7 separate regions of the Mus musculus genome follow, and all the other regions are linked to region 1. Evidence: chromatin contacts called from public HiChIP or PLAC-seq and promoter capture Hi-C data. All regions are on one chromosome and are shown on one strand. Each heading gives the region's core, a stretch centred on a gene start, on an enhancer-like site or on the middle of the called end of the contact. The rest is flanking DNA. Distances are from core to core; before and after follow the strand shown.

Region 1 (2,840 bases), core at 179-2,678:
ATTGTCATGTGAATATCTGGTCTATAGAGCATCTGATATAGGACCTGTGAGAGGGTCGTGACCCACACATTGAGAACCAAAGAGTTCCAGGCCAGACAGGAGTATGTAGAGAGAGACTATGTATCAAAACAACAAACAAGCAACAAAACCCAGGATTGATTAATTCTGGATACCACCATTCTTAAATAAGAAGCTCTGCTATCCACAACACATCATTATACACTGCAACATTATAAACCATTGATCTTGATTTTGGAAGGTATTCTTTAAGCAATGCTTCCAACCACTTTACCTGTAACATTTCAAACAATGTATACCTCTCCTGTGTGTGTGTGCACGCGCGAGCACGAATTCTAATTCAAAATACAGAGGATTCTGTTCATCAGTTCTAACAAATACCTTTCTAAAGAGGTCAACAGTGGCTGGGGTTTTTCCTCTCTCTCTAATTTAAACTGCTTAGATGCGCTGTGGAAAATGCAATTTATTTTTCTGTGAGGGTGAGTATCAGAAATGTGGTGCTTCTGGACAAATACGTGCTTGGAACATGCCCAAGGCTTCTACATTACAGGAAGCACCAGAGGGTTTGAAAGGCCTGTCTCTTGCAGCTGGTGATTTTTTTCCTTTTTTTTTTTTTTTTTTAAAAAGAAACTGAACTTTGTAGGATGATAGATGGAAAAAGGAGTAGGGAGAAAAATGATATCACAAGTTGTCGTATACAAACTCTTCCAACCTTTTACGATTTCATCATTGCAGAGACATTGATAAAAATATGTGCTTTTTCCACACTGGTAACTTTTTCGGAATTGGACTAAACTTTAAGCTTAAAAGACACAACTTTCCCCTTTTTCTTGATTTCTCAGACGAACATCGCTTCTTTCATCTTCAGGATCGTAAAATACCACCCTCCTCCCCAGAATCGTGCATGCGGGACTTCTTCCCTGTGTCTCTAAAATCTACTTTCCGGAATGAGAAGGGGCCATCCTTCTTGTAGATGCCTCAACTGATGTGTTCCAACATTTACTGTGCTGTTCCCAGGTTCCTCTCGTAGCCCAGGCTGGTCCGCCTGGATCCCGGGTTCTCGTCTCGCGCTCAGGCGCAGACGCGGAGACACGCGCGCGCGGCGGGCTGTACTCTGGGCACCATCGGTTGTGCTCGCGCCCTTTTTTCCCTTCCCCTCTCCAAGGACACTTAGTACCGAGGTTGGCTCGCGCCCACTTACCTACACTAAACTGTGGGATGTGGAAGGGATTGAGGAGGAAAGGAAAAAGGATCAGGCAGAAGCTGCAGTCTCCGTAGAATCAGGCGCCACCGCTAGAGACACCGGCGCCTCTCGTGGTGCAAGGAGGATGTGCACACGTCCTCCTCCAGGCACCCGTAGAAGCTCAGCTAGCTTCAGATGATTACCTTCCGGGTCGAGGTGCATACAGACGAAAGCGGAGATGTAAGCTTCCTAAAAATCTACGCTTTCGTGCCTCTTCTCTGCGGACTCAGATCTCTGTGTGTCTTGCGCGTCTGTGTGGGCACGCTAAGCATACAGTCTACCATGGCTCTAGAGTCTAGCGCCAGCGGACTTTTACGGACCGGAAGAGTCCTTTCTTTAAGACGGCTCGGTCGGCACTTCCGGAAGTGCTGCGCAGGGTTCCGGGAGAGGGCTGGCGGGAGAGGGAAAGGCGGCTATTGACGCGGCAGCTGGAGAATGAAGAAGGAGCATGTTAGTCACTGTCAGTTCTCCGCGTGGTACCCACTTTTCCGAAGCCTTACCATCAAGAGGTAACCTATCCCGGAGTCAAACCGGGGGGTTTGGGTAAATCCCATCCCTTCAGAAAACTAAACAAAATCCGCAGGCCTTCTACTCAGTGGGAGCGACTGTGTCGAGCTGCGGATTTTCTATTGGCTTTGACGGAGCAAGATTAACAAGTAGATCAGTGTTTGCCGTGCGTCCTGTTCGGAATCAAAGAGCGAGTCGAGGGAGGTAGGGAGGCGGTGGGGGTCCTCGGTAGGGTAGATTGAAATAGATACTTTGGGAATTGTCAGAAGCGCAAGGCAATAAACAAAACAAAACTGGAGACTTTGCCTGCTGCTGACCGACAACCCCCTCTGGTGAGAGTTGCGTTCCATCATTGTACAATGAGAACAGTGATACAGACGGTACCTCCAAGTCTGGATGAAGCTCCAGTTTGGTAGTGTGTATAGGTTGCATTGCTACTGACGATCCAGTGTTCTGAGAAGAAGCAACCCATCTGGAGAGAAAGTGGGATCGTTTGGTTTTTGGTTTTGGGTTTTTTTTTTTTTTTTTTTTTTTTTTTTGATTTTTGAGACAGGGTTTCTCTGTGTAGCCCTTGCTGTCCTGGAACTCACTTTGTAGACCAGGCTGGCCTCGAACTCAGAAATCCACCTGCCTCTGCCTCCCAAGTGCTGGGATTAAAGGCGTGAGCCACCACCGCCTGGCTGAGAAGGTGGGATCCTATTCTCTAGTTCTCTGGCCTGGAACAAGGAATCTGTCCAGGTTTGCAGAATGCCCACGGTGAATTGGTGCATCCAAAAACAAAACAAAACAAAACCACAAAAAACAAAATCCTGCCCCCAAGAATTAGATTGTAGAGTCAGAACCCTCTGTCTGGCTTTGAATTCTGGTTCTATCAGCATCTTCAGCAAATTACTTAATCTCTCTAAACCACATTTGAAAACTTAGAAACATAATAGGATTGTCATGAGAATTGCAAAAGAAAAAAAATACTTAAAATGTTGCCACTCTTTTGTAGCACATAGTAAACACATGAAAAATGTTGCCTGTTACCTTTTGGATTTAATAAAGCCTCATTAAAGTGAATTTTTTTTTT
Region 2 (2,840 bases), core at 203-2,702, 850 kb after region 1:
TGAACTTGAGAGCTGCCTGCTTCTGCCTCCTGGGTATTGGGCTTAAAGGCATGTGCCTCCACCATCTTGTTTAGGTTCTTTCTTTCTTTCTTTCTTTTTTTTTTAATTTTCTGACAGTTCCGTACATGCCTATAAGGAATTGTAGTAATTCACCCGGTGCCATTTCAACTTCTCCTCCCTTCTTCCTTGTGAAGGGTTTCTTATGTATTCCCTTCCTGAAGGATAAACGGAGAAGCAGGGCGATGCAATGAGGCCCTGAGGTCTTACAGCTAACCACACACAGATTTGTGGTTATTTGCCTCTGCATTATAATTTTAGATGTGTGCTGTAGACAGCATCTCTGGCCAAGCCAGTTGGTAAAACGGTCATCAGCTAGGAAGTGATGGAAAATCCACACTATACTCAGTTAGGCGAGAGAAACCTGTGTTCTTAGTTGCTAGTTTGAATTATTAACCAAAGAAAGGAAATTGTTTACCAACAACTAATTGTCCACTCAAGCTTATCCACGGTCTCCTGATCTGTTTTGAGTTCTACGTCTTTTGAGCCTCGGGTATATATTTATCGTTTATGTTTATTTACTTTGGGTTTTGGTTGTAGCATGGAGCCTAGAGGCTAGGGCATGCTAGACAAATAAATGATGTACCATTGAGCCACATACCCAACCCATATTTAGTTACTTCCTATTCCTTTTTAAGATTCCTCCAAAGCTCAAGTGAAGTCCAGAGCCCAGCAGTGCCGTCTTCCTCTCGACAGGCTGCTGCCCAGTCTCCTCGAACTGGGGCTGAGTTCCCCAGGTTGGAAGGAACTGCAACCCCACGGATGCCCAAGCTGGGCAGAGGCATCTCAGAAGGGGACGATGTTCTCTTCTTTGATGATTCACCACCACCAAGACCAAAACTGAGCGCAGCAGCAGAAGCTAAAAAGGTAGCTGGGGTGTCGGGCAGCCAACGGGGTGCTTACTATGTATGCGTGAGGACCTAAGCTTGGATCCCTAGCACTCAAGGAAAAAGCCAGGCATGGTGGCTGCATGTGACCCTGGGGACAGGCAGGAAAGTTAAGGATTTATTTATTTTTGCTGGCTTCTGTCTTCATTGCTTGGCTTTGCATTCTGTGACGAAATGGTGTTAACCAATCATCCTACATAGTTCCAAAGCAAGTGCAATGTGAATGGTATCAGCATAGAGCCGCTGAGCTTATCTACGAACTCAGAGCCATCACTGCTATACATACAGTTCCTTGTCAGTCTGGAGGAGGCAGCCCCCAGGAAGGTATTGTTCTACAGCTGGAGACAGTAGCCTTAGGACTACAAACTGATGGTGCAAAGTTCAGCCTCTTAATCAGGGCTGCAACTGCACTGGGGCTCTCGTAACTGAAGTTAGGAGTTGTGAAAATTCTATTACTGATTAAAGGTTATGAACACAGTGTGCAAAAATTAACTCACAGTCAAACACAGAACAAATCCAGGCTATTCGTGGTAATCCTTGCCTGTGCTGATGGAGAGACGTCACTACAGGCCTGCTTCTGAACCTTCCACGTGCGCACTTTGTCTGACATCTCAGCACGTGGCACCAAGGAGCACTGTGACACCTGGCTCAAGGTCCATGCTGGTTTATGTAATCGTCTGCAATGGTTTTGGTACATGCTCAGTTTTCTACTCTTGAAAATGATTTAAATATGGAAATTCAACATAATGGCTTGTTTACAGCAAGCAAAGACATTTAATATTTCCCTGCTGTTATTCCTCAGCATGGAAGTATCAAAAGTAAAAGTCTCTGAAATGTATTGTTAGAACATTTGATTTTAAAAGTTGCTAAATGAATTTTTGGATAGACTTTCCAAAAATTTCCAAAAGTGCCCTAAACATACTTCTGCCATTTCATATTGCGTATTTCTCTGAAACATCATTTTTATCTATGTGTAGACTTATTTTTGTCCCATCAACTTTTAGTGCCATCTTTTGTGTGTGTGCATGCACATGCCACCCATGTGGTCGGCAGACAGCTTGCAGGAATAGGTTCTCCGCAGCTACCGTGTGCGTTCTCAGGTTAGAGTTCAGGCAGCGGGCTTTGCACACAGGGCCGTCTCACAGCCCAATTTCTGTTAGAGAACCAAGGGCTGTGGTCTGCAGTATCTCAACTGACTGTCTATCTGTTTGTTTCTAGTTAGCTGCTATTGCAAAATTAAGGGCAAAAGGCCAGATTCTCACAAAAGTAGATCCAAACAATACTGTAAGGAAGCAAATGGATGGCCGAGCCATGCTGGGAGTGAAGGAGCGTGTGGAGAATAGCAACACAGTTTCTCCTGAAGGTATTGTGGCGTCGCCGTCATGGTGGGGGACAGAGCCTGTTTAGAGAAGACAGGGTCTAAGCACAGCTTACCCTCCAACATCAAGTGTTAGTGTGGGTCTCAATAGTCCAGGTTGCCTCGCTCCAGCTCTGTCTTCCTGCTCCAGAGTCCTGAGGACTGGGTTTCCAGTCACTGCTGTATCACATGAACTTGGAATGGAATTGTGCACAGTCTGAGCAGGTGGCAAAGGGTTGTTCCCTGGATCTTTATGCATTTTATAGTAACATAAGATTTTTGAAAGCAATTGCTGTTTTTACTTTTTAAAGCACGGGAACTCTAAATGTCATTTAAAATAGGCTTATAAGTCAACTTTTTGTTCTTCTGTCACCATAATCAGAAGTAAAGAGTGTCTCTTCTTGTCAAGAACTCCACCTTGGTCTATGCTCCTTAATCTCTGCTCGATTTTTGGTTACTGTTTGTTTGTTTAAACAAAGTCTCGGGCTGGTGAGATGGCTAGGCAGGTAAGAGCACTGACTGCTCTTCCAAAGGCCCTG
Region 3 (2,840 bases), core at 199-2,698, 810 kb after region 1:
TTCTCCTCACACAAGGTCCACCTCCTCTCGAATGCTCTGTCTCACGTGAATGTCTGACATTGTCTGACAGGTTGGAAGCGAAGTGGAAACACTGAGCATTCAAGTGACCTCTCTGTTTAAGGAGCTTCAAGAGGCACACACAAAACTCAGTGAGGCTGAGCTGATGAAGAAGAGACTTCAAGAAAAGTAATAACTCATTTAATTTCCTCGCATGATTTATGAAGTGCGTTACTGTAGCAAAGCAGTTTTGTTACTGTATTAAAACAAGCAGGGACCTGATAGACGGTTCAGAAAAAGAGAACTTAGTGTTGGTGTGTATTCCTGAAGCTGTTGTCACACGGGTCATAAGGACACAAGAGGACTTGCACTGTGCTGTGAAGAGCACCAACCTCTGTAACCCCTGTACAGAGCTACATATAGTATTGTGATGTGAGAGATTTGCTGTACTTGGCATTAACACCCTGCACATAGCCATAGTGTATCTGTCTTTCGGCTCTCATAGGAGATGCTCGGGGCTTTCCTTTCCTCTTACTGGATCCTCATCAGAAATGAGAGTCTTTGTGACAGGCAGACTTTAGATTCTGAAGGGTGCCCAGGGATTTTGCTGTAATTTGCTCCTTAGTTCAGGTTGGGTAAAAATATATTAAAAATATAAGATGTTTAAAATATCCCACCCACCATAAGGCGGGAAGAAACAAAACAAGAAAGCAAACCTGAAGCAAAAAGAACAAAGTGTTTTGCCCTGTGGCCCTACCACACTCTGTACTTGATATCCTCTTGAGGATTTGTGCAGAAGCCAGGGAGAGTGACAAAGTGTTGTTTCTCCTCGGGGAATATTCATCTTTTTCAGGTGTCAGGCTCTGGAGAGGAAGAACTCTGCAACACCATCAGAGCTGAATGAAAAGCAAGAGCTCGTTTACAGTAACAAGAAGTTAGAGCTGCAGGTGGAGAGCATGCGCTCCGAAATCAAGATGGAGCAGGCCAAGACAGAGGAGGAGAAGTGAGTGTGTGCACCTGTGTGCGTGGGGTGGGGGCGGGGCGGGGGCGGGGCGGGGTGGGGCGGCAGCTCACCCAGAAGGGGAAGGACAGCTGGCCAAATACAGATGGGGTGGGGTGGGGGTGGGGGTGTACCTGGGAGTCATGGCATAAAATCTGTTTTACCATCTGGAAACTAGATGTCTAGGAGACTCCTGGACAGATTAAAGTTTTGCGTTGTAGCAAAAATAGGAAAATTATTTTTATTCTATCTTTTGAGAGAAAGACAGTCTTATGGAAGATACCATTTTCTTTGAGAGTAAGAAAAATGCTGACAAGTGGTGGCTGTAGTTTCATTTCTGTTCCATGATAAAATAGCCTGACAAAGCAACTTCGTGGACAGAGGGGTTATCTTAGCTTACACGGTCCAGCCACTCACTGGGAGGGAGTTGGCCAAGGCGCTCTGGGCTGGAAGCCCATTCACATCATGTCAAGAGCAGAGAGAAATGAATGCTTAGTTCTCAGCTTGCCTTGCCTACTTCTATTGCTTAGTTTTGTTTTTTGAGACAGGATTGGTCTGTGTTTCTCTGGCTGTCCCAGAATTCACAGAGATCCACCTGCCTCTTACACCCGAGTGCTGGGATAATCGAGAGCCCTAAGCTAGGGACTGGCCGGTGTCACTGCTTTCATGTGGCAGGTCATCCGACATGGGTAAAGGCAGTGCAGACAGTCCTCACAGACAGGCCCCTGAGCCAACCTGATGGAAGCGATCTCTCACTGAGACTTTCCTCAGGTGACTCCTGGTCCTGTCAAGCTGAGAGTTAAAAGTTGGTGGGATGGAAAAAAACCAAGAGATTTTTCTACTTGAGTTTTCAAAGTCTGTTAGGGAGACAGGAGGATGGGCTTCTGTGATATTTCCCTCATTATTCCACTTTTAATATCACATTTTAATAGGTCCAGGTTAGCCACTCTGCAGGCAACTCACAACAAGCTCCTTCAAGAACATAATAAGGCACTGAAAACAATTGAAGAACTAACCAAGCAACAGGTATTTACAGAGCAAAGGTACTTCCATAGCCTGGGGATTGAACCACCAAATGACCCCTCAACTAAATCCACTCTCAAGAACTGCTTTGCGGTTATCAGTTGTAACAGAATTATTATAGCTTTTCACCTCAGCTTGTATATAAAACGTGACTTGTGTATGGAGGGGGTGCTGATGTCTCCAGGCAGGGCAAGGGCTTTTCCTACTTCCCGAGGGTGTGTCTGTAGGAAAGCTGAGAGCCTGGGCTCCTTGTCAACAGTGGAGCGAGACAGCTAGCTATAGCCATCTACTGGCTGAGACTGTGCAAGGCCATCTTGCCTGCTGGCACTGAACTTGGAACCCTGGTTTTACAGCATTTAGTTTAAATTAGTAAGGATGTTCGAATAAGCCTAGGGCCTCTTGCATATTTGGCAAATGTTCTACTATTGAGCTACACCCTCCTGCCTTCCCTCTTACAGGGTCTCAGAGTTACTTGAGCAGACCTTGAACTTGCAAGCCTACTGCTCAATCTCCTGAGTAGTTACGATTACAGGTCTCTGACATAAGCACCATGTTTTCTTTTCCTTTTCCAGAGGGGGCAGGGTGTAGGGGGTGGGGTCCATGTACATATTGGCATGTTCATGTGGAAGTCAAAAGCTGACTTTGGTATTTTCTTTGAGACAGGCCACTTTAGTTTCTGAGGGTCTCTCTTATTGAAGCTTACCAATTGGCTAGGCTGGCCAGCCAGCAAACCAGGCACCCTCCTGTCTCTGCATCCCCAGGACTAGGGTTGCAAGCAAGAGTTATCACCATATCTACCTTTTAGATGGATGCTGAGGAA
Region 4 (2,840 bases), core at 231-2,730, 780 kb after region 1:
TGGAGGCATTTCCTCAACTGAAGCTCCTTTCTCTGTGATAACTCCAGCTGTGTCAAGTTGACACAACACTAGCCAGTACACCTACATAGCTCCCCATCTAGCTGTTTATACCTACCTGTTAAAAATACATTTTTATGGGCTGGAGAGATGGCTCAGACGTTAAGAGCACCGTCTGCTCTTCCGAAGGTCCTGAGTTCAAATTCCAGCAACCACATGGTGGTTTACAACCATCCGTGATGAGATCTGATGCCCTCTTCTGGGGTGTCTGAAGAATGCTACATTGTACTTACATATAATAAATAAATAAATAAATCTTTTAAAAATACATTTTTATAATAAGCCATTAAACATAACTGTTTCCTTGAGTTCTGTGAGCTGCATGGCAAATTAGTAAAGCCCAACAAGGACATTCTGTAAACCCCAATGTACAGCAGGCTAGTGGGTCAGAGGCTCGGGAAAAACAGCCTGGGGCTTCCCGTTGGCATTGGAAGGCTCAGACAGATCTGCAGGGTGGCATTCTTACCTGTGGGACCTGCCACCACATTCAGGGACATGGTGTCAGAACTCAGTAGAATGAAAGGACATTGGCCAATATGCCCTGCAAATACAACTAGGTGGTGGTCGAGAGGCATGACAAGGGTTCACAGAAGTCTTCTGTGTTAGTTGTGGAGACTATCATAAAAATTACAAGTCCCCATCCCCCCCACCCCGCTCCCCAACACAGCTTTTCAAACCTTCTCTGTCCAGCTTTAGGGTTAACATTTGAGACCAAGTCTTGGAACGGACAGCAGGTGATCCGGTCTATGCAATTAGGTGAGCTGAGTTGAGCTGTCTCTTACTGTGTTGGTGAGGATCCCGACCTCTCCTTCCAACCTGTGTGCAGGTGCACATGCAGTCACAACCATGTGTTCCTTATCTCTCCTTTCATCAGTAATCAAAATTCTTCCCTGGTTATGACATCTCTTTGACCTTGAGCACAAAACCTAATCTCATGCTATCTTCTGAGCCACCCAGGAGCTAGCCAGAGTTTCTACCTAGTTACCTTTCACTGGGGTCTGGTTGTCAAGGTAACGCTTTGCCTGGAGCTCACCCTTCCGATCAAATGCCATCTGTGTCCTGTGATGCCACCTTGCTGATGCCCAGGGGCTGGGAATGCAAACTAGAAGGTTTCTCTACTATTTTCTAGCTTTGCATTCTAGTCTAAGTAGAGGCATCCTCGGCACAGTTAAGACTGCTGAGTGTAATCCGAATCAATCCATCAATCTCACCTGCCTGGGCCATCTGATGCAGCTATATGTTAATGGATCTGGGAGAACAAGAGCTCAAACACATTTTGCATTGTCTTTCTTTTCTTCTTTGGTTTTTAATTAAAGCCTCCAAGAGAGGCTCTATCCCTAACGAACCGCGGAGACAGACCCTGGGGCTCAGGAAGAGCTACAGAGGGGCGGAGCGTTGGGCGTGGCTTTCAGGGGCGTGACCGAGTGGGCGTGGTCTGGGAAATTTCTTGGCTAGGGCGGGAGCGGGCGCTGCGGTCAGCTGAGCGGCGCCTGGCGGGTCGCGAGGCCGCGCGTCACCGTCCAGCTGCCCGGTCGCCGCCCCCCGGCTGGTCCCTGGCGGGCGTCGGCATCCAGAGCTTTGGGACAAAATACCAACGAAGCAGTGACCTAAGAGGAGAGGATCCCTGTGGCCGGTGAGCCGGGCCGGGGGGTGGCGGGCGCTGACTGAGCGCGGCGACTCTCCCCAGCGGACTCCATCCTGGCAGCGGTTCTCGCTGTCGCCGTCTTCCGGAGCCTGCCGCGGGAAGGGTGACGAAGCTGGGGCGGCCCTCCTGTAGGACGGCTGTCCTGAGAAGGCTTCCGAGGCCCAGGCAGACCCTGCCCTGGTGTGACAGGGCGGCGGGGATGGAGGTGGGGGTGGGGAGTGACGGCCACCCCAGAGGACACCCCTCTTTCCCCGGGATAGTAAAACAGTCTCGGCTGGCCGCAGGTGACTTCCAGTTCAAGTCATCGAGGTGGTTTGAAGGTGACGTCCCAGGTTGAGAGTGATTGAGCAAGCAGTCAGTTCATTTTAAGGAGGAAGTGGTTAAGGTACTGTCGCAAGGAATGAAGGTAGTTTGAATGAGGTCGCCCAGGAACAGTGAAGAATAGAGAGACCCCTTGCCAAAGTAACAGGCTTACAGAAGGGTACATTAACTGTTGTGTCTATCTGGGAGAGAGTGCTATATCCATGCATGTATATACACTCTTGGCAGTGGGGGGTCACAGAAAGAGACGGAGGCGGGTGGCGGGGGGAATGTGAGATAATAAGAATGAATTTTTAAAAGCTGGGAAATTTGAAGGAGTTGTTTTTACCACGGGCAATGTGTAAATTGGAGGCAGTAAGCAAGCCTCAGAGGGAAATGAAACCCAGCACCTGGTCTAGCCTGCAGGGTCAGGACTCCTGTGTAGGAATGAATGTATGCCTGAAGTATTTAAGGTTGAAACGGCCAATCTTATGGAAAACCTCAAGAAAATCACATAAGGCAGGCAGTATTGGATCACTTACGCTTTCAGAACTGAATCCAAAGCTGCCCTTTGACCCAAAGCAGCCACTTTGCTCTTTTGACTTAGGGAGCGAAGTTAGGAGCCTATCGCCCATCGCCCCAGGCTGATAATGGGGTAGATCCGAACAGAGCAGAGGCCACTACCAGAGACTGCCTTGGACTTGATTGGACGAGGGAAGTTTCCACTGTGGATCGCGTGTGTATTTGATCTGTTTATAGTGAGCCGGTTTGAGCAGTACTTTATGTAGTGTGTAACACCATGAAAGTAGCTACAGTTTTTACAACCGGCCTGTAAATT
Region 5 (2,840 bases), core at 108-2,607, 760 kb after region 1:
TTGGTTTTATGTCCGTGTAGACAGACATGTTACCGCCATGTGTGGTTTGTCTTTGTGATTGTAAACTGTACTCATTCGATTCTTCTTAACTCTCAGAGTATAGATTGTCTGATGCTCTGAGTAAGGTTGGCTAAGGCCTGAGGCTTTAGTCCTTCTCGGTTTTTAGGCTCCATCCTCCCAATTTCCACTGCCTCAACAATTGTACCTTTGCCCTTTAAAAATATGTCAAACCTTCCATTCCTCATCTATTTTATTTTTTAATTTTTCCCAAAAGTAAACATATACGTGTACACAGTCACACATGGATATACACATCCACATGTGCACACTCACACTCATATTCCTCACAATCATACACAGGCACTCCACATACACCATGAGTATGCTTGTATGTGACCATAGGCACCTACTTGCAAATACTCAACACATACAGACACATTACAAAAACGCACACACTTGGACTTCTACCCATATATTCACACACAGGCACGTATGTACATATGCATACATGATACATACACTTCTATACAAGTGTAGACTCAAAATATATGAATACACACGTGTATGCTCAGTCATTGGAGTTTCATATGCCAGTCTATATTGGGGTGCTGTTTTACTGAAGTACTTCCTGACCTCTGTTCCCATAATTCTGTGAGACCCCGACTTAGAGCGTTTCTCCCTGAAAGGTAAAGCCCCTGGACATTCCCCAAGCTTGTTTTCCCTGATCTCTTAAAATACAGCCAGAAAGAAGCTCTTTGTTCTCTATAGCCAACAAAAAGTCTTTTTGTTTCTGTGCCTTACAGCCAGAGACTCGATGATTGTGGGGAGACCTAGCCAGGCGCTTGCTTGGCTCCCTGTGCCAAGGACATGGAGATAGATTCCCCAGAGAAGAGCTACAGCTCACTCCTCACTCTTCATGCCTTGTTATTTTACCAAGGACACCCGCCAGAGAAGAGCTGTAGCCAAACTCCTCCCAACTCCTCAGCTAGCTGTTAAAAGCCCCCTACTGTTACCGCTCGAGATCGAACTCCCCTCAGCTAGCTGACAATAAAGCGTCTTGCAGTTTGCATCAGGTGTTATCGGGGTGCCGACCAGCTCAACCCGGGACTTGAGCGGAGGTCTCCCCAGTTTCGGGGGTCTTACAATTCCACAATCCCAGCAAAGGAGGCCATTTCCTTGTCTGTTTTTTTTTTATCTTGATACATATGTACTATTAAAATGGGACAAATTAAAAGGTCTTAGTCTGACAAAGAGCACTTTCCTTAAAAATGCTGACCTTTCTTTCATAGGCTCAATTTGGATTTTCCCTGAGAGGGACTGCCAGTTGACTGCAGACAGTCATTTGGCACCATCTGCTGGACATAGACAGTCTGAGCAAATGAGAGCTGAAGAGATCAGAGCTGAAGAGCCCAGAATCCACGTTGAGTGAGTGCCTGGATCTAATAGTTCTGCTGTGTGTGGCTTTATTGCAAATATGCAACTTCCTGTGCATATCTCTGAGTTACCTTACGTTATCCTCTCTGAATTTCACAAAGCACCTTTGCTTTATAGCCTCAGCCAAGTCAGCTCACAATGAAGAGCAGAAACCACATCTTGCCACTGTTGCATCCCTAGGGTCCAGGATACAGTAGGAGCTGTGAAACATGTTTCTCTTGCTCTGTGGCTTTTGAATGGCACAATGACTAATATGGGCCATAAGAGATGATGAACCATGGACAGCATAAAGCTAGGGGTGAACATGAACTCCTGATCCTCTGCCTCTACCTCCCCACACCGGGATGATGTTGGAGAAACATCAGCTGCTCCGTATGCCTTTTCAAATTTTAAATTTTTCTTCAAATTAAAAAAATAATAATAACTGTTTAGACCAAGGTCTTGCCATGTAACCCAGGTTGACCTCAAACTTGATCCTCCTGCCTCAGCCTCTCAAGCCCTCAGTAACCTTTAAAAACTGATAAGTTTTCCCCCATGTGATAGTTAACTGTGTGCATTAACTTGGCCAGACTAAAATGCCCTGCATTTGGCCAAATACCACTGGAGATACTTCTGTGGAGACACATTCTTTATGTGATTGGTGTTCTGCATAAAGCGTGTGATTCTCCATATTGTGTGTGGGTCCTTTCATTTGAAAGCTTTGAGAGTAAAGACTGCAGTTTCTCAAGGTAGAAGAAATTTTTCTTCAACCAGATTGCCACAGAGAAACCCTGCCTCAGTTTCTCACTTGAGGGATTTGGAGTCCAGACATCAATTGTAATTCTTACCTGAAATTCCAGCCTGATGACCTCATATAAACCTTAGACATTCCTGCTTCATTCTCCCTCTCCCTCTCCCTCTCCGTCCCATTTTGCTGGAGAAACCTAACACAGGTCCTATACATTATATTAGTAAAGTATCAAGTGTTTTTTCAGTTCACTAAGAAGCTAACTGTGAATCAGGATTGCCCCTAACTAACTTCAGACCCAAGCATATCTGTCTTAGAGCATCCTCCAAGATCTTAGTCCAGGAATGGGCTATTCCTATCCCCAGCTTTGTGAGAAATGGACAGGAGAACAACAAAGCATCCCACAAATAGAAATATCACATCCTTGAGAACAATCAAGTAAATTGTTACAGGAAAAACACAACATCTCTGAGCACATTTAGGAGGTAAATCGTTCCCAGACACCTTCCTGAAGGGAGTGGGGGGAGCTTTGAGGTTTCAGAAGCACAAGCCAGGCTGGGTGGCTCACTTACTCTTCCTACTGCCTGCCAGTCCAGATGTAGAACTTCCAGGTCTTTCTCCAGCACCATACTTGCCTTTGGGCTTCCATGCTTCCCACCTGACATTAATGGACTGAACC
Region 6 (2,840 bases), core at 248-2,747, 750 kb after region 1:
CCCCTGAAGACATTAAATGCCATAAAAATGTGATGTTTATCATAAGTCACACATATATGTATATACACATACATATACAACCTCATCTTTAATAGACCAAAATTATTCTGTTAACTTTATTTTTTTCTTTTCTTTTTTCTTTCTCTTTTTGCTGTTTGTTTTGTTTTGTTTTTTGAGATGGCATTTCTCTATGCAGCCACGACTGTCCTGGAACTCACTCTGAAAACTAGGCTGGCCTCAAACTCACAGAAATCTGTCACCTCTGACTCCTGATTTCTAGGTTTAAAAAAGTGCACTGTCTTGTAATTCTTTTTGGTCTCCTATAAGTAGCAAATAAAAATATGGATATAAATGGAATTATTTTTTTAGTTTCCTGTGGCTTTGGTGTTGAAGGCGGCAAAGAAATATTTCCTGACTGAATTATCATGAATTACTATAAACAGGCAATTTATCAAGACAACACAAATACATAATTGTATAAGTAATCATTAAACACAAAATGTACACTTACATCAGAGAAAACACAATCCCAGAGACCTCTACCCAAAGCAGACAGGTCTTCCCAACCTTATTCCTCCCTTGCGATCATTGCTGACATCACTGTTACACGTCCTGTGAGACCCTCTTCATGGAAAGAGGCAAACTATAATGGGAAGGATTTCAGCATGGAAGCACTAATTACTCAGGCTGGCGCTGATGAGGTGATCGATCATCAAAATTATTTAATGATTGAATTCTCTAGCAACTCGATTAGGTCTTTTCTTAATTTTCATGAAAGCGAAGAATCAGAAACCTCCTGGGATTTGCAGAAAGATGTATTACTCCATCAATAGATCATTAATTTTCTTTACTTAAAAAAAAAAATTGGTTTTGGTCTGGCTTCCCAGAGCCCTAGTCCCCTGAGGCAATGGCTGGCTAGTGAGATGAGGAATGGAGAGAAATGTGTCTTGTGTCTGTGATGTGGTTATTAAATAGAAGGATCAAAAAGGAGAGCTCTCAGTTCCATCTAACAGCTCCCCACCATCCGGTGCTCAAAAGAACTATTTTAGGAATAAGTAAAATTAAAAAAAAAAAAAATCGCTAGCCCTGTGTGACCTTAGAAGGTGAGCATCTAGTCCTAAGGATCCAGGTACCCAAACTGGAAGGTCTTGGAATCTCTGCTAGGAGCTAAGTCTCCATGATGAATGGCTACACAGCTAGAGCTCCTCTGACATCTTCAAAGGGCCTCTTCCAGGCCCTCGCAGCACCCTTCCGAATGTCAGAGTCCAGTACAAGGAACTCTCAGAGAAGGGAATTCGGAAGTCCACCCTATTGTTGTTGTTCTTTATTTTAGAGATTCACAATTAATCTGGTGTGACACTCCACGCTGAATCTCTGATGCCTGGCATACAGGACCATCCAAAGCAAGCGTAGCCACTACCTCTCAGTTTCCAGAGGGACGATCCTGCTCTTCTCTCCATGGACAGCTCTCCCTTCTGCACGTGCTTCCTGCTAACGCTAGCCATGCCTTGTTAGAAGTGCTAATAGATCAGGAGAGTCTCTGAACAACCATAACCATACAGATGTTTCCTAAGTGTTTCTATTCATTCTTAAGTGCAAAAAGGTAAACATGGTGTTTCCCTGGCTAACCTTGCCATTAGACAGTACGGAGCCAGTCAACAGAGTATTATCATTAAATGTAAAATGAAAATTTAAATTTAGACGTGTGGAGTGTACATACATAGAGGTTCGTGTGCGTGTGTGTGTGTGTGTGTGTGTGTGCGTGCGCGTGCGCGTGCGTGTGCGTGTGTGTGTGTGTGTGTGTGTGTGTGTGTTAAAGAGAGAGGGAGAAAGAGATTGCATCTAAGAGTACAAGCCTGTCTTTCATTATACCCGGAGCTGCATGATATTTTTTTTTTTTTTGATCATCTGGTTTAAATTTTCCATTTCTCATTGCAAAACTCACAGTCAGGCTGAATAATAATGGAGATGAGTATACAGATTTCGAGGACCACAGCTGGGGAGCAAGACCTCCTAAGTTGTTTACTGCATGGGAATGCGGGTCAGGTCTCCATCGTTAGCATATGGTATGGGACATCTTAGCATCCTGTGATTTCTCTAATCCTCAGAAGAGAGACAAAAATAAGCCCTTTCGGGCTAGAGAAATCAGAGTTCAGTGGGCAAAGTGCTTGTGGTGTAAGTGCGGGGGCCTGAACTGAGTCATCAAATCCCACATTCAAACACCAGTACAGTTCTACACCTGAACTCCCAGAACTGAGTCCTGGGCCTGGCGGCCAGCTGGAATAGCCTACTGGGCAAGCTCTAGGTCAATGATGGGGCTCTGTCTCAAAGAAAATAAAAAATAAGAAATTAAGGTGAATGAATCTGAAAAACAGCAGCCAGGTTTAACCTATGGCCTGCACACGCACATACACACATACATGTGCATCTACAACACACGTGTGCCACACGTGTCACACACACACACCTCCTTTCCCTTTATTCAGCAGCAAGACAGTAAGTTAGAAGTTAACCAACTGTCTATGATGTCTTCACGTACATTTTGGTTAGCAAAGAAATGGCATCAGACTCTCTCTCCACGGCTGGTACTTAAAGTCCACACAGATCAGTTGGTATCTATTGGGAGAACTGGAGGAGAGCCTGCACTGTCTCCCCCCTCCGCCCCCTTTTGCATGCAGGAAGCTATAGAATTGACAGGATCTCTGTTGAAACGTCTGTCCTCACCTGTGAAGTTAGAAACTAGCTAATGAATATTTATAAGCCTCCTCTAGCCAAGGAAGGCAGATGAGAACAGTTGGAAGAAAGAAGATAAAGAAAGAATCAAATCTAGCTTTAAAAAA
Region 7 (2,840 bases), core at 86-2,585, 710 kb after region 1:
AACTGAATTTGGGGGAATTTGCTGTGGTCACAGGCCAACCTCAGTGGAACTTCACAAGACTGGTGGTGTCTACATAGGACCCACCACCTGCCTGTTCCCCCCTCTGCACACTTCAAAGCACTGTGACCCGGGGTCTTTACCTTTCCCACCAGCGGGCCCAGTCAAGCTCTGCTAATTTGAATTACAGGGTAGCTGGTATAAGAGAGCAAGACAAGACAGCGCACGGGGGGGGGGGGGGGGGGCTGCTTTCTGGCATCAAGGTGGGTAGGAAAGGAGAGCTTGGGTGTACATTAAATGACAGGACTTTCCCAGGTGCTTCGCGAGCTTCTGTCACGATTTGCTTCCCACTTTTATCCAGATAGGAACTGGTGGAGGGGAGCAGCGTGAGAGTGGACTCAGAACTGGCTCGAAACTTATACAAAGAAGTTCAAAGCCAGAAAGAATCCCAACAACTGATGGCAAAGGTCATCTTTCTCAAAACATCAAATGAGTGATTGGAAAGCACTTTGATAGCTGCGTGTGGTAGCGTGTAATCCCCCTACTCAGGGGCTGAGGCAGGAAGATCACAGAAAAATCCGATCTCATAAACAAGAGCACGTTATTAACCTTTTTGTCTTTAACCCGGTCTATACATATAAACTCCAAAGGCATCACTGTATCTTAAACAGCTTTAGCCAAGGGCGGTCAGAGCAAGGAAAGAATGAGAAGAGCCTAGGACGTGGTTTAGTTTGGGGGAGGGGGAACGGATCCCCCGGGGCGCTCCTAACCTGCTGCAGGTAGCCCGCAGAGGGGGGCAGGCTCACCTTACAAAGAAGAAATAAGAGTAGTCCTGGACCACCGTGTGGGAGTGGCAGGAGAAGTAGCCCAGACCAGTAAGGTTGAGCCGGGAGCCGGCGGGCACCTCCAACATACTGCCCCACGCCTGGTCACACAGCATCTCCACCTCGGCGGAGTAGAAGAGCCCTCCCTCTCCAGCTTGGTACTGCCACGGCAGGTAGTTGTAGAGGCCAGGCACCTCGGGGTGCAGCGCCAGCACCTTGGCATACACGATGGTCTCGGCTAGCTCGGCGCGGCAGCCTTCGCTCAAGGGTCTCCACTCCGACGGCAGCTGGCAGGCGCGCGCGGGCGCCGGGGAGGCGGCGAGGCAGAGCGCGGCGAGCAGCAGCGGGAGCGGCATGCCGGCGGCTACGCTCTAGCCCGGGCGCATGGCCCGCCCGGGTGCCCGGGACGGCGGGGAGCCGGGGAGCCCGCAGCGCCTGCCCGAGAACCGCGGACGGGGCGCTCGGCTCGCCTGCACGCGCTCCGGAGAGCTGGGTGCACGGCTAGCTCTTCGGCCTGGATCACCATGACCGGGCCTTCGCCCCGCCACGCTTAAAAAGGGTCCAGAGGACGCGACGGGACGGGCGGAGATTGGGGCGTGGACCGCGGCAGGGGCGGGGAGTCCGTCAACCCCGCAACCGGCCCGTGCAGAACTCCCGGGAGGAAGGGACGAACCCCTGCGCCCTGGGACTCCAGGGTGACTAGAGGAGATGTGCGTACAACGCCTTGACCACCAGACCTAACTGGTTTGTAGCACCCAACTATGGGCTAGGTCAGAGCTTGCCAGTAGAGTTTTTCCCTAGGCAGGTGTTCCTACTATTGCTCTCAGTTTGTACAGTGGAGTGCTCTGCAGGAGTCTTAAGTTTTCAATGCAAGTGACTTAGAATCAAAGCACATAGAAATCAAATCTGAGTTTATCTTCCCAGAACTTCGTGTAGAATAATATTTTCTCTCCTTCCCTTTCTCCTCTCTTTCTCTGCCCCTCCCTTCCTCTATTCCCTTTCCCTCTTATCTCCTCATCCCCTCCTCCTCTCTTGTCTGTTCCCCCTCTCCTCCTTCCCCTTTCCTCTCCTCCCCCTCCCCTTCACCCTCCCCTCCTCTCCTCATCCCCTTTCCCTCTCATCTCTCTCTATCATGTACACACACACACACACACACACATTGAGTTTTCTGTAATAATAATGTCAAAAGAATCCCTATAAAGATTTGAAAATCCATTGTTCACGGCTTATTTATTTATTTATTTATTTAAGCTTAACTGCTTTATACAGCCCCAAATTCAGAAAGTTCTATACCTGGGAAGCAACTTCACCCATAAATTCAAAAAAGCTTTTCACTAGTTAGTGGGTAAAATAGAAGAGACCAAAACCCTCAAAAGTGCCCAGCCTCCATTGCCTTTACTATTCTTGGTGTAATGAGAATCAATCACAAGAAGGCTGGGGGTGTGGCTCCATTACCAGTGTGCTGGCTGGCATCCATCACCCCCTGGACTTGATCCCTAGCACCTCACCAGAGGGGCACAGTGGCAAACACCCGGTACTGGGAGATGAAGGCAGGAGGATCAACATTCAGGGCTGTTCTCACCTACACAGGGAGGCTTCACAGGGAATTTGAGTCCAGCATGGGCTAAAGAAACTGTCTCCAAAAAAAGGAAAGAAGGAAAGAAAGAAAGAAAGAAAGAAAGAAAGAAAGAAAGAAAGAAAGAAAGAAAGAAAGACAGAAAGAGAGAGAGAGAGAGAGAGAGAGAGAGAGAGAGAGAGAGAGAGGAAGGGAGGGAGCAAGGAAGAAAGGAAGGAGAGAGAGAGAGAATACCTGTGTGTAAGTGTATTAATTATATGTTATGGGTGTTAGCCATATATCATTATCATAATATACATAATGTATTTAATGCATTTTCAGCAGATTTTTAAGCAAAGTTGCCCTTAGAAGATTGTTTGGAAGCTTCTCATTGGGGTTTGCAGGATTGGGATCCGGAGTTGTTCCAGGACCTGGAGAGAAGAGCCGTCCTAGGATGAGGTGAA

What was found. Promoter capture Hi-C pulls out the DNA fragments that hold promoters and counts their contacts. HiChIP or PLAC-seq counts read pairs in DNA pulled down with a chosen protein or histone mark.
Region 2: a contact with region 1 is called in a promoter capture Hi-C map of liver, with 3 times the contacts expected there. The contact joins the enhancer-like site here to the promoter of Cdc123 in region 1. A contact is called at or near these places in 17 of 39 promoter capture datasets (the 3T3-L1 cell line, the C10 cell line, the HPC-7 cell line and 12 more), 1 of 484 Hi-C or Micro-C datasets (embryonic stem cells), 16 of 115 datasets of contacts at active chromatin or transcription factors (the SCID.adh cell line, T-cell acute lymphoblastic leukemia, astrocytes and 9 more) and 3 of 9 other capture datasets (adipose tissue, embryonic stem cells and liver).
Region 3: a promoter capture Hi-C map of liver shows a contact between it and region 1, with 5 times the contacts expected there. The contact joins the enhancer-like site here to the promoter of Cdc123 in region 1. A contact is called at or near these places in 14 of 39 promoter capture datasets (the 3T3-L1 cell line, the C10 cell line, the HPC-7 cell line and 10 more), 20 of 115 datasets of contacts at active chromatin or transcription factors (the 230-238 cell line, the NIH/3T3 cell line, the SCID.adh cell line and 12 more) and 2 of 9 other capture datasets (adipose tissue and embryonic stem cells).
Region 4: a contact with region 1 is called in an H3K4me3 HiChIP or PLAC-seq map of bone marrow-derived macrophages, with 9 times the contacts expected there. The contact joins the promoter of Optn here to the promoter of Cdc123 in region 1. A contact is called at or near these places in 23 of 39 promoter capture datasets (the 3T3-L1 cell line, 3T3-L1-derived adipocytes, the C10 cell line and 16 more), 2 of 15 datasets of contacts at CTCF or cohesin (embryonic stem cells and stem cell-derived epiblast-like cells), 38 of 115 datasets of contacts at active chromatin or transcription factors (the NIH/3T3 cell line, the SCID.adh cell line, acute myeloid leukemia and 24 more) and 2 of 9 other capture datasets (adipose tissue and liver).
Region 5: an H3K27ac HiChIP or PLAC-seq map of embryonic stem cells shows a contact between it and region 1, with 9 read pairs. The contact joins the enhancer-like site here to the promoter of Cdc123 in region 1. A contact is called at or near these places in 23 of 39 promoter capture datasets (the 3T3-L1 cell line, 3T3-L1-derived adipocytes, the C10 cell line and 15 more), 3 of 15 datasets of contacts at CTCF or cohesin (the NIH/3T3 cell line, embryonic stem cells and pro-B cells), 6 of 484 Hi-C or Micro-C datasets (bone marrow-derived macrophages, cortical neurons, nephron progenitors and 1 more), 43 of 115 datasets of contacts at active chromatin or transcription factors (the NIH/3T3 cell line, the SCID.adh cell line, SST interneurons and 25 more) and 3 of 9 other capture datasets (adipose tissue, embryonic stem cells and liver).
Region 6: an H3K4me3 HiChIP or PLAC-seq map of forebrain shows a contact between it and region 1, with 13 times the contacts expected there. The contact joins the enhancer-like site here to the promoter of Cdc123 in region 1. A contact is called at or near these places in 20 of 39 promoter capture datasets (3T3-L1-derived adipocytes, the C10 cell line, the HPC-7 cell line and 14 more), 1 of 484 Hi-C or Micro-C datasets (bone marrow-derived macrophages), 23 of 115 datasets of contacts at active chromatin or transcription factors (the SCID.adh cell line, astrocytes, bone marrow-derived macrophages and 17 more) and 3 of 9 other capture datasets (adipose tissue, embryonic stem cells and liver).
Region 7: a contact with region 1 is called in a promoter capture Hi-C map of hippocampal neurons, with 8 times the contacts expected there. The contact joins the promoter of Ccdc3 here to the promoter of Cdc123 in region 1. A contact is called at or near these places in 13 of 39 promoter capture datasets (the 3T3-L1 cell line, cranial neural crest, embryonic stem cells and 6 more), 1 of 15 datasets of contacts at CTCF or cohesin (the NIH/3T3 cell line), 18 of 115 datasets of contacts at active chromatin or transcription factors (astrocytes, embryonic fibroblasts, embryonic forebrain and 8 more) and 2 of 9 other capture datasets (embryonic stem cells and liver).

Annotation. Positions count from the first base shown.
Region 1 is chr2:5,843,765-5,846,604 of GRCm38.p6, reverse strand. Cdc123 (cell division cycle 123) reads left to right here and starts at 1,428. Exons shown (of 13, transcript NM_133837.5): 1 at 1,428-1,770. The coding sequence starts at 1,697. Nudt5 (nudix (nucleoside diphosphate linked moiety X)-type motif 5) reads right to left here and starts at 1,571. Exons shown (of 10, transcript NM_016918.3): 1 at 1,220-1,571.
Region 2 is chr2:4,995,188-4,998,027 of GRCm38.p6, reverse strand. Mcm10 (minichromosome maintenance 10 replication initiation factor) reads left to right here. Exons shown (of 20, transcript NM_027290.3): 14 at 696-924; 15 at 2,163-2,307. Among named protein-coding and RNA genes, the nearest start is that of Mcm10, 16 kb to the left of the region's middle. Within about 2 kb of position 1,452, at least 10 of the 459 cell types and tissues checked have an H3K27ac peak or open chromatin away from gene starts, as enhancers often do. A contact at or near this core is called in liver, where this site is marked.
Region 3 is chr2:5,032,314-5,035,153 of GRCm38.p6, reverse strand. Optn (optineurin) reads left to right here. Exons shown (of 14, transcript NM_001356487.1): 8 at 71-186; 9 at 851-1,000; 10 at 1,930-2,023. Among named protein-coding and RNA genes, the nearest start is that of Mcm10, 21 kb to the right of the region's middle. Within about 2 kb of position 1,448, at least 25 of the 459 cell types and tissues checked have an H3K27ac peak or open chromatin away from gene starts, as enhancers often do. A contact at or near this core is called in the 230-238 cell line, the SCID.adh cell line, adipose tissue and 1 more, where this site is marked.
Region 4 is chr2:5,062,757-5,065,596 of GRCm38.p6, reverse strand. Optn (optineurin) reads left to right here and starts at 1,480. Exons shown (of 14, transcript NM_001356487.1): 1 at 1,480-1,690.
Region 5 is chr2:5,078,753-5,081,592 of GRCm38.p6, reverse strand. No RefSeq gene overlaps it. Among named protein-coding and RNA genes, the nearest start is that of Optn, 16 kb to the right of the region's middle. Within about 2 kb of position 1,357, at least 36 of the 459 cell types and tissues checked have an H3K27ac peak or open chromatin away from gene starts, as enhancers often do. A contact at or near this core is called in cortical neurons, embryonic stem cells, forebrain and 3 more, where this site is marked.
Region 6 is chr2:5,098,533-5,101,372 of GRCm38.p6, reverse strand. It overlaps Gm39755 (a long non-coding RNA gene), which reads left to right. Exons shown (of 3, transcript XR_865945.3): 3 at 178-357. Among named protein-coding and RNA genes, the nearest start is that of Gm39755, 3.5 kb to the left of the region's middle. Within about 2 kb of position 1,497, at least 51 of the 459 cell types and tissues checked have an H3K27ac peak or open chromatin away from gene starts, as enhancers often do. A contact at or near this core is called in the SCID.adh cell line, craniofacial prominence, differentiating embryonic stem cells and 4 more, where this site is marked.
Region 7 is chr2:5,136,271-5,139,110 of GRCm38.p6, reverse strand. Ccdc3 (coiled-coil domain containing 3) reads right to left here and starts at 1,335. Exons shown (of 3, transcript NM_028804.1): 1 at 804-1,335. The coding sequence starts at 1,177.